2 separate regions of the Gasterosteus aculeatus genome follow, and region 1 is linked to region 2. The links are chromatin contacts, called in public Hi-C maps. All regions are on one chromosome and are shown on one strand. The core of a region is the stretch at or near the end of the contact, and the rest is flanking DNA. Distances in the headings are between cores, read along the strand shown. Region 1 overlaps arhgef18b (rho/rac guanine nucleotide exchange factor (GEF) 18b). Region 2 holds the start of timm13 (translocase of inner mitochondrial membrane 13 homolog (yeast)).

Evidence for each region. Hi-C and Micro-C count contacts between places; a contact is called where the count stands out from the background.
Region 1: a contact with region 2 is called in a Hi-C map of blood and trunk muscle, with 2.5 times the contacts expected there. The contact joins the enhancer-like site here to the promoter of timm13 in region 2. A contact is called at or near these places in 6 of 6 Hi-C or Micro-C datasets (blood and trunk muscle, liver, skeletal muscle and 2 more).

What each region holds. Positions count from the first base shown.
Region 1 is chr8:16,252,035-16,255,683 of fGasAcu3.hap1.1, reverse strand. arhgef18b (rho/rac guanine nucleotide exchange factor (GEF) 18b) reads left to right here. Exons shown (of 31, transcript XM_078108393.1): 18 at 54-308; 19 at 433-509; 20 at 648-826; 21 at 963-1,036; 22 at 1,380-1,565; 23 at 1,641-1,787; 24 at 2,014-2,129; 25 at 2,828-2,896; 26 at 3,061-3,108; 27 at 3,344-3,625. Among protein-coding and RNA genes, the nearest start is that of arhgef18b, 22 kb to the left of the region's middle. Within about 2 kb of position 2,178, at least 5 of the 9 cell types and tissues checked have open chromatin away from gene starts, as enhancers often do.
Region 2 is chr8:16,217,453-16,220,995 of fGasAcu3.hap1.1, reverse strand. It overlaps timm13 (translocase of inner mitochondrial membrane 13 homolog (yeast)), which reads left to right and starts at 1,820. Exons shown (of 3, transcript XM_040183764.2): 1 at 1,820-2,950; 2 at 3,188-3,256; 3 at 3,492-3,543. The coding sequence starts at 2,831. It overlaps tmprss9 (transmembrane serine protease 9), which reads right to left. Exons shown (of 16, transcript XM_040183759.2): 16 at 3,374-3,543.

The DNA of each region.
Region 1 (3,649 bases), core at 929-3,428, 34 kb before region 2:
AACCACAGATTTAGTGAGTAGTAACTTAACGCGTTGTTGTTTTCTCTCTCTAGCGGGGACAGACGAGCATGAGGACCTGACTCGGGCACTGGGTCTGATTAAAGACACCATCGTTCAGGTTGACACGCTGGTTAATCTCCACGAGAAGAACTCTCGACTCCGGGACATAAACATCAAGATGGAGCCAAAGGCACAGGGAAAGATCAAAGATGGCCGAGTGTTTCGCAGAGAGGACTTGGCACAGGGCAGGAGACGTTTGCTTCACGAGGGCACCGTCAACTGGAAAGCTGCTTCTGGCAGGCTCAAAGGTATCATATGGCCTGGTCAAACCACTAATCTAAAATATACACGCTAGGTGTACAATTTCGTCCGTTTTGAAGAGTTTTTAAATTAACATGCATATCCCATACATATGTAATCTCTTCCTTCCAGATATTCTTGCAGTGCTCCTGTCAGATGTGTTGCTCCTGCTGCAAGAGAAGGATCAGAGATATGTATTCGCTGCAGTGGTGAGGGATTTATCAGTGTGCGGTAACAAGTGGGAGCAGGATTGAATCAATAATACTCTCTAATATTATAAATTAAAATTGTTTTATATCAAGTACCGTTAACCAAAAACCTTTCTTTCCCTTTACCTGTCCGTTCAGGATAACAAGCCATCGGTGATCTCCCTTCAGAAACTGATTGTCAGGGAAGTGGCCCATGAGGAGAAAGCCATGTTTCTCATCTGCGCCTCCTCCAATGAGCCAGAGATGTACGAGATCCACACCGCTGGCAAGGAGGAGCGGAACACCTGGATGACACACATACGGCAAGCTGTTGAGAGGTAGCTCATAGAGAAGAAACACGCAACCGTTTGTTACTGTTATTTTACATTCTGTGAACATCCCTAAATGCATCAGAAATGTGATGGGACTGTACCTCTCCACATCTGTAATGTCTTTGGTCCTGTCCCGTCTTAGCTGTCCTCATACAGAGGAGAGGCTGTTCAGTGAGGAGGAAGAGGCACGAGCTTCCAGGTTCAAAGAGTTTCAAGGTAACTGCAGTTTAAATGAGTAATGACTAAATAATGTTTCATAAAAACCCTCTGGAAAATCCTGTAGTTGACGTAAGAGGCCACAAGGAGGTGCTCACGCATCGTTTTAACATAAAATTGTTAGAAGTTGTCTTCACATTTTCTACAAATCTCATCTCAGCAAGAGTTATTTAGGACGACAAAAACTTCCCTAATGCTCGGTGAGATTTGGGTGTCGTAAAAAAATAAGGGTTGTTTTACAAGTGCAGGAGTGAGCATGTGACAACGCCACCGCGGTTTCTTTGTCCGTTGTCCGATTTAACTCCTCTCCCCGTCTACTTCACCCATTCATTTGTCCTTGTAGAGCGGCTGAGCCAGAAGGATGCCGTGGTTGTCCAGGCTCTCACTGAGAAGCTGCAGCTGTTTGCCGACATGGCAGCGTCTGTGGCCGGTCTAGAGGACACAGCTTCTCGTTCCAGACTGCTGCTTCGAGGGGACGCCTCAGACCTCCAGCAGGGAGAGGCTCTGCTCAAAGGAGCTCTCACTGAGGGTAGGATGACGCCGCATAATGTGTATGTGTGTGTGTGTGTGTTTGTGTCTAAATGTTCCATCTCTTCCACTTCAGTGGAGAACCTCCAGAACCTGCTGCAGTCCGGAGTGAGGGAGGACTCCCCAACCTCTCGGCTGGACGAGGGCAGCGGTTCCGGGCTCCTGCCCAGGCGAGCAGATACCTTCGGCGGCTACGACAGCAGCCCCGCCATCATCAGCAAGAGTGAGTGCAGCACTATCGGTGCCCCGAGGAAGTCCATCTAATGGATTTGCGGATGCATTTCGGCGGCTTTTATGTCATTAATAAAAGATGAATTGTCAACAAATGTCATTTCTTGATCTGTTTTTATTGGTCAAACTCATGTGTTTGCGAGTGGCACTATATCTGTTTTGCCTCGTGTGTGTTGGTCACCGTGTGCCTTTTCCTTGTGCGTCGGTGTCTGTGCCAGATGGCAGCGTGAAGAAGAAGTTTTCTGGCGAGACCAGAAGCCGAGATCGAAGCCAGAGAGCCAGCTCTGACCCGCAGCTCAAAGACCTGTGTGGCAGCCACGCCCTGGAGCCGACGGTAGGCGCTCGACACGCACACAAGACAAACCGCACATCTCGGGGATGAGTCACAGCGTTGTTTCCTGTAAATAGTAATGACCAGACCGAGTCCTCTGGAAAGATCCCACGTGATGTTTACTGTAAGCCTGCTCTCGCAGGTCACTACATTTGTTATAAATAGATAAACGACTGGACAAAACAAGGAGCAGGATGTTGGGCAATACGGCATTTAACGACACAAAGAGTTTTTCTCTCTGTCTCTGTTGTGATTACAACTGTACGCTGTGAAAAGGTTCATACCACATTGCCCAATTTGTGGTCCTATGAAAGTCACTTAAATAGATTTGTCCTTATTTTTTTATATTCCAGCTATCCTCAACTGTCTCCTCTCCGTTTCGCTCTAAGGAACACACAAAATTGCCCTTGTTGAATGGCTCACAAATATTTGATCAATTCTTAATATCTTGCACTGCTAATCTATAACATCAATGTCGTAGAAACTGGTTTACAAACATGATTTGTCATAGTAATTGTTTTCTTTTTTATCATAGTTGCTAATAATGAATAAATAATACAAAAAATGCTGCTTAGTGTTTTTAAATTGCATTTAAAAATGTTCTCCATCTTTTTTCCCCATGTATTACTGTAAATTCTCCTGTATACACCCCTTAAAGTGCTTGGGCTGTTTTTCTGACCTGCTGTGTTGCTGTTGCTCAGGTTGATGAGAGCTGCTGCTCTCCTGCCAGATGGAACCGCATCTGGTCCAACTCCTTCCCCGAGGCCGAGGTGAGCTCTCCTTCTCTGATCCGTCACCTTGAGCTTTACGCTCACAGCCATGCCTTCTGAACTTCAGAGATGAGGATAAGTTGGCACGTTACAAATGCCGAGTAGCTTTGTCGATTCTGGTAGTTCTTTGGTTGTGAGAAGCTTTCCTTTTGTCTCTTTTCTAGTTCTTTGACAGAGTGCTGATGCTCTCCCAAAGGCTCTATAGTCTGCAGGTAACACCGCCCCTTCTACAGTTAATGAATAAATGCAGTCAGTAGCATGCATGAGTTGAAATTTGGCATATCGGTATGTTTGCAGAGAAACTTTTTTTGTCATAATTTAGCATTTGTTTGCAGTTTGTCTCACTTCAACTCGATAACTTTGAATGGTGCTGAATGTCGGCTCCACCGTATAGCATGTAAACATAGTCTTGGCTCCCTAATGACCCGGTGTTGTCTCTGGCGTCAGGCCATCATTTCGCAGCAGGACAGCCACATCGAGCTGCAGCGGGCCTCATTGACGGAGCGGGCCGCCCTGCCCGGCCGCCACAGAGGGAACGTGCTCCTGGAGCAGGAGAAGCAGCGCACTCTGGCCCTGCAGAGGGAAGAGCTGGCCAGCTTCCACAAGCTGCAGGCTCAGCACCGGCAGGAGCAGCATCGCTGGGAGAGGGAGAGGGAGAGACACCGGCAACAAGTGGAAGCCACCGAGGCCCGACTCCGACAACGGGAGGAGGAGTGCAGGCGGCTGGAGGTGGGTGGAAGTGCTCTGTCACAC
Region 2 (3,543 bases), core at 571-3,070:
ATCCTGAAAGTATTCATCAAAGCTCAGTTCCTGCTCCTTTCTGACTGTTCCGCATAATCAAAAGTCTTAGCGATCATATGATTGCAGGTTAAAGTTCTTCGGAGAGCCATGAGATCGTTTCTCCAGCTGAATTCCTGGCATTTTCTGCAGGATTTAAGCGCTCACGAGCTATTCAGGACAAGAACCGGACCGGTCAAGAAAGAGCCCAGTCAGCCTGCACACACAAGGACTTATGTAGGCTGCTTAAAACATTGTACAACCCTGAAGCAATGCTGTAAATGTTTTGTATAAGTTTGGGGAAAAAGGAGTCTCTCTCTCTGTCTTTATTTTCTATGTATTTAAGTAAAAGATAAAGGAGTATCCTTGTTTCAACAAATACAGAACTGATTCAACAATAAGGAGTTATTTCGTGTGCAGGCCTTGTTGTCGGGACATGCCTCAACATGTCTGCAGATGCAACTAATGACATTGATAATAGCTAAGATTCCATCTAGGTGTGCCAGGTCCGGGGCTCTGCTATTGTGCACGTCGGACCTTTTTGTCTCACTGCGACACTTCAATGGAACAGAGTTTACGTAATTAGCTGCACCTGTGCTTTTCATGCCTTAACAGGCCTGCTGTGAGAAAAAAAAGCAGCGTGAAAGTCAGCAAAAAAAACCAGCTCCTCTGCTACAGATAATGCATCGGTAGCAGATTTAATATTTGGAATATTTTTATTATTATCCCTACTCAAGCAATTAAGGCTCTGGTGACAGTTCGGCCCTCCCAGAAGTGACAGATGGGGGAGGACCGGTGCAGCGAGCTGACTGATCTCCAACACCACGGCCAGAGTCAATGCCACACTGCTCAGGTTTCTCTTCCCCTCGCCCCCTCTGAATGTCAGTCAACAGCAGCTTTTGAAGATTAAAAGCTGCCGCTGGTTCTCGTCTGAGTTTGTGTGCACATCAGTTCGTTTTTCAGTAAGCTTTGCCTTCAGCCTCTATTTCCTATTTGTTCCTCACAAGGGATTTGGTCGTGTCTAACCTCAAAGTTCTCCACCATAAACGTTTGCATATGTATTTCACATTCTCGTAATCCATTTTTGCCAATGCTTGTGTGAAGCCTCCCTTGTAGCTGACTAAGCCAAATGCTTTCATACACACAAGTGTGCCTTGAGGGGATTAAGTATTTAAGAAGATTAGATTAATGAACTCAAGATTATAATCTAGGGTTAATTCATTTTGCTGCACTTTAACCCAACGCTCCCTCCCCCCCTTTGAGCCCGATGTGGCTTGACGCCAAAGTGGTCTGAGGACATGTGTGTGTGTGTGTGTGTGTGTTTTTCATGTGCTTGGGTGCTAGCATTGTGTAATCTGTGCATTAGTTACTTTCAGGCAGGGACGCCACTAATCAGACGCCCAACAATTATTCCTCAATGCCCCCAGCGTTGCAACAAGCCACTCACACAGTGTCTGTTGATAGTGACAGTAACCAACCGTCACTCCGTTGTTGCCTGCAGACTCACTGTACCACATATTGGTTCACTCAAGGCAGGTGGTCTTCTCAGTGAGGTCATCTCGTCTGAAACATAAAGCGACACGGGGTCATCCTCATGCCTGGGCCTCAACACCAAACAACGCAGAGGTTCTCATGACCTTCTATTTATGTTATTGGCTCTTACGTTGTGCATAGTTTTGGCTTGAAGTAAATTTACCAATGTTGGTTTAGATATATTACAAATCCTATGGAATGATTGACAAAATAATAATAAATGTATGCAATGATTAAAGACAATATATCAAATGTCCTAATTGAAATCATACACCATGAAAGCATATATTAAGTATTTTTTTTATTGTAATACAATTTCCAACAGCCTAATGTTGAGAATCAGCATGAAATAAAAAATCAGCCGTTGTGGTGTTTTACAACAATACATCCAACAAAAATTATCTCCCACAATTGGTTCCCGAATTTTTGTTCAGCCAAAACAAAGCAGGCAATTCTGCTGACTGTTTTATTACCTGTTTTCAACACTGTGCACATATATTCTCAGTCACTACACAGCCTCTTTTTGTTACGGCTTAATTCCGTTTTTTTAATTACCACTCAGTTTACCACCAATATACATTATACTATTGTATGAATGTTGTCCTTGTTGTTGTTCCTTTATTTCCGAGCTGGAGCATCTTATGTTTTATTTTCTCCTAGGTATTGCTTGATTCTCTTATTATTTTTGTGGTTTTGTTGGGAGGCCCGGCTGAGATTTAACAATATCTCAATCCCAACAATATTTTACACTGTACGCTCCTCTGTAATTCTTGCGACAGTAAATATCTTAAAATTTGATAACAAAATGAAAGTATATCATATACTTGGCAGTGCATGTGTTAGGAGTATGAGTGATAAATCTAACCATAGGGCTGTTTTTTTAGACATTCAAAATACAGCAGTCTAATTCTGTCCCTTAAGGTTTTACAGTGAACGAGTAGCGCTACACCGCCACCGTGTGGCTGACATGCGCAAGTGCGTGCACGTGGGTCGTTGTTCGGAGAGATAAGGGGGCATGGCTATTCGCTTTGACCATTAGTCTACTTTCCCAACGAACGGTGTGGTTTAACGTGTTTATGAAATAAAAACGTGTTTTGTAGCGGCAGAACAGTTCCACCGTCTCTCGAACAAAAAGTTGCATTTCCTGTCTCGAATGCCAATTCCAGAAGTGACGTAGGCAGACTTCCGTTGCTGTCAAGGGCATCGAAAAGTGTCGTTAGCCGAGCCTACTAGTAGCTGCCCACACGTGTATTTACACAAGATCAAAACAGCTAGACTTTCGGTAGCGACTCCGTTGGAAATGGACGGGTTCGGCGCAGACTTCCCAGCGGGTGCATCGGGTGGTAAAGTGGACGCCGGCACCATCATGGAGCAGGTCAAGGTCCAGATAGCAGTGGCTAACGCGCAGGAGCTGCTGCAGGTAACGTTAAATCAATGGACACAGTTGCTAAGCTAGCAAGGCTAACCTACAACTTATCTAACGTTAACTAACTGAACTGAAGAGTAATGTTACATATGCTAAATTTATAAGAGGGTGGAGTCATTGATATGTCACCACAATATGGAAATATGAGTAATGGAGAGATTATTGAAAAGGTGTCTTGATAATAATGCAATCAATAAGATGGAGAAATCGAACCACGCCTTTCTGTTTCAGAGGATGACAGACAAGTGCTTCAAGAAGTGCATAGGTAAACCTGGGAGCACGCTGGACAACTCTGAGCAGGTAGTGTTCCTTCCACAATGAGCATCATCTATCATCTCAATACGAAAAGTAATGTCTTAGTCTTGGACTGACATTAAACAAGCAATTTGAAAATGTCACCTTCGGTCCTCTACTGGGTATTTTTCACCTGCTTTTATTACATTACAGACAAAATCAGAAATGGATTGGCGGAATGATTAAAATGAACATTTTGCAAAGACCCTGAATTGTCACTAACTGCTTTTTGTTCCTACAGAAATGTATTGCCATGTGCATGGACCGGTATATGGATGCCTGGAACACTGTGT